2 separate regions of the Mus musculus genome follow, and region 2 is linked to region 1. A link is a contact called in public HiChIP or PLAC-seq data. All regions are on one chromosome and are shown on one strand. The core of a region is the stretch at or near the end of the contact, and the rest is flanking DNA. Distances in the headings are between cores, read along the strand shown. Region 1 holds the start of Crtap (cartilage associated protein). Region 2 overlaps Trim71 (tripartite motif-containing 71).

Region 1 (4,165 bases), core at 215-2,714:
ACTCCAGAAGAGCGCATCAGATTTCGTTACGGATGGTTTGTGAGCCACCATGTGGTTGCTGGGAATTGAACTCAGGATCTCTGGAGGAGCAGTCAGTGCTCTTAACCACTGAGCCATCTCTCCAGCCCTTATTCAGATTTCTGATATCTCCAATTCTAATCTTACAGTCATATGATCTAATATTAATCCCAACGCCCATCCATTTATTGAATAGCACAGTAAATACAGTATTGAAAAGGAATGAGGAATTCTTGTTGTAATAAATCCTTTACAGGAACCTCCCCAAGAACCTGGTTTTCCTGGCCTCCTGACCGGGAACCGCACCCAGGTACCACAGCACGGGTGTGGAGGTCAAACATTGACGTGGAGGAGCCGATTCTGTTTTCCCAAAGTGTCCTGAGATTGAACTCAGGTCATCAGGCTTGGTACCAAGTGCCTTTAGCAGCTAATCTCGGAAGTTCTAAATACCTTCTGTTTTTGTTTGTTTGTTTTAGACAAGGTCTCATTGTGTAGCCTAGGCTGCTCCGGAACTCAGAGACTCACTGCTTCTGCCTTCTAAAAGTGCTGGGATCAAAGGTGAGCCAGTCAGCTTCTAAGTTTTACAAAAGGGTATGTGTATATGTATGTGTGTGTATATATATATATATATATATATATATATATATATATATATATATATACATACATACATACATACATATTTTACAAAAGGGTATGTGTATATGTATGTATGTATATATATATAGTTTTGAATTCTATCCCTATACCTTTGCTGTAAACTATTTCAAAGTGTACAGAATTTTTTTTTTCAAGACAGGGTTTCTCTGTGTAGCCTTGGCTGTCCTGGAACTCACTCTGTAGACCAGGCTGGCCTCGAACTCAGAGATCCGCCTGCCTCTGCCTCCCGAGTGCTGGGATTAAAGGCGTGCGCCACCACGCCCAGCTCAGAATTTTTTTCTTAATGCTGTCTTCATCATATAGCTCAGGTAAATTCCTCCAGCATCCTAAGACGTAATATATCCTCAACTAGACAAGTCACACGATATTCAAGGAGCCACCGGTATTCTTACTAATTTTATCCATGCAACATCCTCTAAAACCTTAGGTCAATAGCATTGCTATTCAAAGTGTGAAGCCTGTAAACCCGCAGCCTATTATTTATGGCAGGCTTAGCGATGTAAATTTGAAATAAATTTGAACTATAGTGGGAGTTTAAGGCTAATCTGGGCTACAGCTAGGAGACCGAGTCGAAAACTAAAACGCACCCCAACCAGGATGTGGTGAACCAGAAATTAGGCGTGCGCGGCCCATACATTCTTAAAGTGATTATAAACTTTCTTTCCTGTCAAAGATGGGAGTTCCACGCACCGCAGGCTGGCCTGGAATTCACTTGGGTCCTACCCCTCCACCTTTCAGAGGCAAAGGCTGAGCACCTCCTCCAGGCACGCCCATCTCGGTCCCCCGGCGAGGAGGTCTGCCGGACGGGGCGGGCCACGGCCCGCTTCCCCGCCTCCCTTCCTAGGCCTGCCGCGTCGCGCGTCCTCAGCTCGGGGCTCTGGTTCGTGGGCCACGCGCGATGGGGCCCCGCAGCCCTACGGCCGCGTTGCTGGTGCTGCTGTGTGTCGGGTGCGCGCCGACCCCCGGGCGCGGGCAGTACGAGCGCTACAGCTTCCGCAGCTTCCCGCGGGACGAGCTGATGCCGCTCGAGTCGGCCTACCGCCACGCGCTCGACCAGTACAGCGGCGAGCACTGGGCCGAGAGCGTGGGCTACCTGGAGGTGAGCCTGCGGCTGCACCGTCTGCTGCGCGACAGCGAGGCCTTCTGCCACCGCAACTGCAGCGCGGCCACGCCAGCACCCGCGCCCGCCGGCCCGGCCAGCCACGCCGAACTACGCCTCTTCGGCAGCGTGCTGCGCCGCGCGCAGTGCCTCAAGCGCTGCAAGCAGGGCCTGCCCGCCTTCCGCCAGTCGCAGCCCAGCCGCTCAGTGCTGGCGGACTTTCAGCAGCGCGAGCCCTACAAGTTTCTGCAGTTCGCCTACTTCAAGGTAAGGGCACTCGCCCCACCCCGAACCCCGCCCTGCCAAACCCCGCCCACTCTACCGAGCCGCTCTCTGTCGAGCCCAGGTCGCCGCCCCCGAGCCCCGCCCACAGAACCCCTTCCGGCTGATCCGGTCTAGCCGACCCCAGCTCCCAAACCACTTCTGCCCTATCCCAATCCCCCCAGCAAGCCTGCAGTCCAGTTGAGCCTCGCCCACCCAGGCCCCGCCAATCACATCTCCTGTCCTGTGTCCAGGACCATCCCCCTCTGCACAATCACCCTCCCTCAAAATTTGTCCTACCGAACAGGGTCCAATCTTGCCCCACCCTCCCTTGTGAGCGCTCACCAGCAGCATCCCATATTGGGCCTCCCTTGGGCCACTTCTCTAGGTCTAGCCCCACCAAGCCCAAGGCTCAGCCCTGCCACTCAACCTCGAGCATCATTCCTTTATCCTTTGATTTTTTTTTTCTCATTTATATTTTTATGTGCGTGCGTGCTGTGTGAAATCTGTGTGCCTGTGTCTGTGTGTATACCATGTCATACGTGTGTGGATGCCTATGGAGGCCAGAAGAGGGCAGCAGATCCCTTGGAGCTGAAATTAGAGGTGATTGTGAGCCACCCAGTGTAACCTGAGTACAGGGAACAGAGAGAACTTTGGGTCCTCTGCAAGGGCAGGACGTGCCCTTATCCACTGAGCTATGGCTCCAGTCCCCTTCACCCAGGTTCTGCCACAGAGCTCTGCTAAAGCTCTCCAAATCCCGCCCTTCCTCCTTCATCTTGAGCATAAAAATTATTTTCTCTCACTCTCTCTTTTTTTCCTCATGTAACCTGGGCTGGCTTCAGAACTGCTATATAGTGGAGGCTGATGGTGAATTCTTTATCCTCCTGCCTGCATACCTCCTGCATGCTCCACCCCTCCCAGCTCCTGTGAAAATTGTTTGCAGCCTGTGCTGAGGTAGCAAATATGCCACAGGGCCCCAGCAGAGTACTTGGAACTGGAAGGAGGGCTTTGTAAATGCGGCCTGCTCTTTGAGGGGCAAACTCCTCTGCTCAGGGAAGTGTGTGCAGATCCCAGGTTCATCTCTGCTCCCTCTCTCTGTCTCTGTCTCCCTCTGTCATCTAGAATTTAAGACAGATCATTTACTGCCTCTTCTCTTTGGCTGCTTAAATTCTGCCTGTGATTGCTTGCTAAAAATAGCCACAAATTGCAGCTCCCTGCCCTCTAAGTCCTTGCTCTGGGAGGTTTGAATTCCCAGTTGCTGGACAGAAGGGTGTCAGCTTGTTGGGCCTTCACGGGGCTGAGGCAGAGAGAGAACTCTCAAAACCCAATTTCTACTTTTTCTGGTTAAGAAAAAAAAATTTTTTTTTTGCTTTTATTAATTTAATCAATGTGTGTGCACAAGTGGGCACACAGTGTGCACGAGTGAAGGTCAGAGGACAGTTTGTGGAGTCTGTTGTCTCCTAGCACGTGGGCTCCAGGCGTCGATCTTAGTCATCCGGCTTGGTGGCAAGCACCTTTATGCACTGAGCCATCTTGCTGGCCCTCCTCTTCCTCAGTGCTCTTCCTCGGTGCCTAGATCAAGTCTCAGGTCATTGGCTGCCTGCAAAGCCTTCCCTTCTCTCCAACTGCCAGCTCAGGTTTTCCTCACAAGTCCAACCAGCCAGAGGCCACCTCCTGCCATTCTCCGGGCATCAGCCTTGACACCTGCCCTCTCCAGCCTCCCCGCCTTGCCACATGAAAGCCACCATTGAATCCAGATGACTTGGCTCAAGTTTAGGGGCATTCAGGGACAGATTGACGCCTCTCTTAATACCTTATTCTCAAGAATTTGATGTGGCTTACATGCTTGTCTCTCTGTCTGTCTGTCTGTCTGTCTGTCTGTCTGTCTGTCTCTGTTTCTCATTCTGTGTGTGTGTGGTGTGTGTGTGTGTGTATCTCTCTCTTTAAACCTAGTCACCATCCCTGTCTTAGAGTGCTCCTTCAGGAAGGCTGACAGGGGCCTTGGATGCCTGAGTGGTTGAGGCCCTTCTGACTGCCAGATTGTGCCAGGATTCTGTCAAAATGTGGGGCCTCAGGCTGCCGTCCTCTCGGGGAGCCTGGTGCATCACACCTGTCTGCCTGCGTTGG
Region 2 (4,013 bases), core at 1,482-3,981, 160 kb before region 1:
GTTATCTGTAAATTCCAGTCAATGAGATGTATTTATTTTATATGTATGAGAATTTTGTTTACGTGTGTGTGTGTGTGTGTGTGTGTACACCCACGTGTGTGCCAGGTTCCCATGAGGTTTGGAGAGGGTGTCAGATGCCCCGGACTTAAGAGTTAGGGACTGCACAGCTATCCTGAAAAGCCATCTTGCTGGTCCAAATTTCTTTCTTTCTTTTTCTTTTATTAGAAGCACCACATCCCAGTTTCTTCCTAGCAGCCCTGTGTACACAGAGTGAGTGCTAACCTAACCGGCTGTCTGGTCCTTCCTGTTAAAGGCTGTGGTCGGTCCCATTGTCTTCACTCTGTTGGGCTGACAGGAATGTTTGGCCCCTTCCAGCCTCTCCTGGCCTGGTTCCCCGACTGCAAAGCTCTGAGACTCCGCAGAAGAGGCACATTTGACCTGAGACGTTAGTAGGCCTCCATGCCTTGCTCTTGAGCCATCTCCACCCGTAGCCCATTTCCTTCTGCACTGTCCCCTTTGCCACCAGTCTAAGGGAAGAAAAATGCTGGGTCCTTTTCTACCTCACCCTCCGTGATTACCAGAAATGGCTGATGGGTGTACCTTCCGTATGTGTGGCCTATGCTCGTTTGGGCTTCCTCCAGTTCTCTGCTCATGTAATTTGGCCAATTTCTTACTCTTTTTGAGAATTCTATTGTATTTATCTTTACATTGCGTGGAGGTCAGAGGACAATTTGAGGGGGCTGTTTTTCTCCTTCCACCATGTGTTGTCTTGAGGGTTGAACTCTGGTCATCCAGGCTTAGCAACAGACAGACTCGACTCCTTCACCTGTTGAGCCATCTCCAAGATCTCCAAGACCCAATTAAAACAGATTTTGGGGGAGGTGGGTTTGTGTGTGTGTGTGTGTGTGTGTGTGTGTGTGTTTTGAGACGGGGATTTTTCTTTGTAGTCTTGACTGGAACTCACTCTGTAGATAGACCAGGCTGGCCTTGAACTTGGAGATCCCCCTGCTTCTGGCTCCCAGAGTACTGGAATTAAAGGCATCCCTTGATCAATAAAATAATTTTGATCAGGAGAACATGAACACTACTCCCACCCAATGAGTGCGTCTTAATGGTGGAAGTTGCCATGCCCTGGCTGCTGTGCAGGAAGGATGTCTTTACCTGGAAGCCTCCTAGTCTCCTGGAGACCAGTGCCTCTCCCCCCACCCCCTCTATTATAAACTCTTGCTGTTTCTGGGCCACAATGCAAATGGCCAGGGCACATTGTTTGCTACAGAGCAGATGCCTGCTGGGAGGCTGATGCCTCGGGGATTGCCTGGAAAACCTGGAGGTGAAGTCCATCCCATCAAAAGCATTCTCACGCAACAACCGCCTTGCCGGAGGTGTTTAGGGGACACAAGCAGAGTTATATTCTGGGAACCCTTGCATCCCCAGAATAGAGAAAGACAATTACCCAGCAGCCCTTGGGTATTTTGTTGGTAAAAGTGCTTTATGCTTATGGTAAATACTTTTAAAAAGTTAATCAAGTAGCCACACTGGGTAGGGGGTAGAGAAGCAGAAACCAGCTTTTGTGTGCTGTTACAGAGGTGGCCAGGTAGGACGGGGAACCAGGAGCTCCCTTTAGTATTGACATATTTTTCTGCAGGGGCAGTCAGTGTGAGGTCAGTTACCTAGGCCGACAGCAGTTTTGTTTTGTTTTGTTTTTTTTACTAGAAAATGTTGATCTTTGAGCCTCTTGACAGGAACGTAAACCATGTAGAGGATGAAGGTGAGGTTGGGCTAGACAGACACTGCCAACTGAGACATCTCTCTCGCCCACATCAGGACAGTCTTCCCTTGGACCAGCTATTGTAAATGCTTTTCAGAATGGCCTTCCGCTGGCAATGAGGTCCCAGGGGAAGTGACCTGACCCCACCAGTTGGGAGCATGTGACTCCCTGGTTTTTACAGTAGGCTGCTTCCTTCCTGGGGGGTTTAGAGCTCTCCTTTCTCACCCCAGAAGCCTGGCTGTGGGCTGTGGAGGAAGGCTCCCTCGACAGCCCTGTCAGGATGCTAAGTGGATTTCTCAGCTTTATTTCTTGTGTAACTCTTTCCTCCTGAGCGGTAGGATCTATATAAGTATGTCGGAAATGGGTGGGCCTCGTGATGGTCAGACTTGGGGGACTGATGTGGGTGGTACCCAGGGAAGGGAAGAGACAGCAGTGGTGGTCCCGAAAGACCCGGGAGCCTTTGAGTGATGGGTCTTTGGAAATCTGGGAAAAGGCTGGGCACTTAAAGTTCCTCTCCATAGACTTTCAGTTCATCCAGTGTCAAGCTAATTAGACTGGCTGCCGGAAGCTGTTGGGTTCCACGGAATATTTGCTTAATTAAGCTAATTAAGTTATTTGAGAGAGAATCTCCTACAGGCTATCCCGGGACCCGCAGCCCGAGTTCTTGAACTTGTAGCAGTCTTCCTGCTTCAGCCTTTCTAAGCCTTGCTATGCCTGCCTGGTTTGTCCTCTCTGCTCTCAGAGAAGAGAACCATGTAGGTGTGCAACCCCCACCCCCTCCAGCCTAGGTGGCTCAGCTGTCACACTCCCCCCGCCCCCCACATGTGATCACCCTAGAGTCAGCAGGCAGGAACAGAGACCTCTCCTGCATTCTATCTCTGGTGGAATCTCCCTGCATCATCTCCTGTGGTGATGGTGATGCTGAGCTCCTGTTTAAACAACCCCACCTTCCAGGCTTTGAAGGGCAGGAGTGTTTGCCCTGGTTACCGCACTGCATCGAAGGCACACAAAGGAGACCCTCGAGACGCAGTTAATGATTAAAATCCAGGGCTTTGGGCCTGTTTTCCTCTGAGATTGTTCCTCCTGAACTTTGCTCCCTCACGCCCTGGGACTCACCCCACCTCAGCCAGCTTGTAGACCTTGGTTTTGAGGTTCTCCTGGAGCCCAGCATCCTGGGGACAATCTGCTCCTTGCTACCTCAGGCTCTGCTGTTTTTCCTGCCGACCTGCAGGCTCTGCTGTAGGAATTCCTATCTGGGCCTTGTTCCCCCAAAGGCTGGGAACAACTGCCTCCTGCTGTGGGGAACAAGATGGCCTTGCCTTGGATGGGTGGCATCACAGAAGTCTGGCCCTGCCCCTGCCCCTCAGGAGTGGGTATACCTGGCTGTACCCGGACCCTCTAGACATCCCTAAATTAGACTTACCAGTTAGCTTTTGTCCTAACTAACTTCCTGGGTTTCGTTTGGTTAAGTAAAAGGCCTATGAATACCCGTGGAGTGGTCTACCAACCATTTATTAGGCTCAAGTTGTGGATTGTCTTAAATCCTAGCCTTTTCCTTTAAGGTGTGACTTGTCCCCACAGTTTATCAGGGAGCTCCCCCTTGCCAAATATAGACTTGAATTCCAGACAGACAATGAATTATCCTCATTTTTAGTATATGTGTGTCCTCTGTGCAGTGTTCAGGAGGGTGTAAATTTGCCTTGTGCTTGATGTGTGTATGGTGGCCTCACGCAGGCGGTCCTGAGCATTTATTTCCCCTACCCACTCGACTTTTTAGTGACCTTGAATAGGACCGGGGTTATCTGCAATGACATCCCACCCACTCGTGCCCCAGGCAAGGGAGGAACCCCATGCTTAGGATCTGCCGGATGTGGGCCCCCACCCCCCCCATCCCCCAAGGCGGCCGGAAGGAAGAGCTGCCTGTGGCTCCCAGAGCTACAGCACCACCGTCCCTTGGCCTCTCCTTGAGCTGAGCCATGAGACCACAGACCGTCATTCCAGAAGAGGATTTTAGGGTTCCGTTGCTTTGTGTGTGTTTCTGTTGTTGGTTTTTATTCGTTCATTAATTAAAAAAATTTTTTTTTGTATGTTTGTTTGAGATGGTTTCTCTATATAGCCCTGGCTGTCCCAGAACTGTGTAGACCAGACCAGCCATAAACTCAAGAGACTCACCTGTCTCTGCCTCCTGAGTGCTGAGATAATGTTCCAACTGAAACCAGCTGGCTAGGAATTCCTGAACGTTCTA

Evidence for each region. HiChIP or PLAC-seq counts read pairs in DNA pulled down with a chosen protein or histone mark.
Region 2: a contact with region 1 is called in an H3K27ac HiChIP or PLAC-seq map of extraembryonic endoderm stem cells. The contact joins the enhancer-like site here to the promoter of Crtap in region 1. A contact is called at or near these places in 11 of 115 datasets of contacts at active chromatin or transcription factors (embryonic forebrain, embryonic hindbrain, embryonic limb bud and 5 more) and 2 of 9 other capture datasets (adipose tissue and liver).

Annotation. Positions count from the first base shown.
Region 1 is chr9:114,388,011-114,392,175 of GRCm38.p6, reverse strand. It overlaps Crtap (cartilage associated protein), which reads left to right and starts at 1,464. Exons shown (of 7, transcript NM_019922.2): 1 at 1,464-2,044. The coding sequence starts at 1,577.
Region 2 is chr9:114,546,584-114,550,596 of GRCm38.p6, reverse strand. The region is part of intron 1 of Trim71 (tripartite motif-containing 71); the gene reads left to right. Among named protein-coding and RNA genes, the nearest start is that of Trim71, 16 kb to the left of the region's middle. Within about 2 kb of position 2,731, at least 56 of the 459 cell types and tissues checked have an H3K27ac peak or open chromatin away from gene starts, as enhancers often do. A contact at or near this core is called in embryonic stem cells, extraembryonic endoderm stem cells and pancreatic cancer cells, where this site is marked.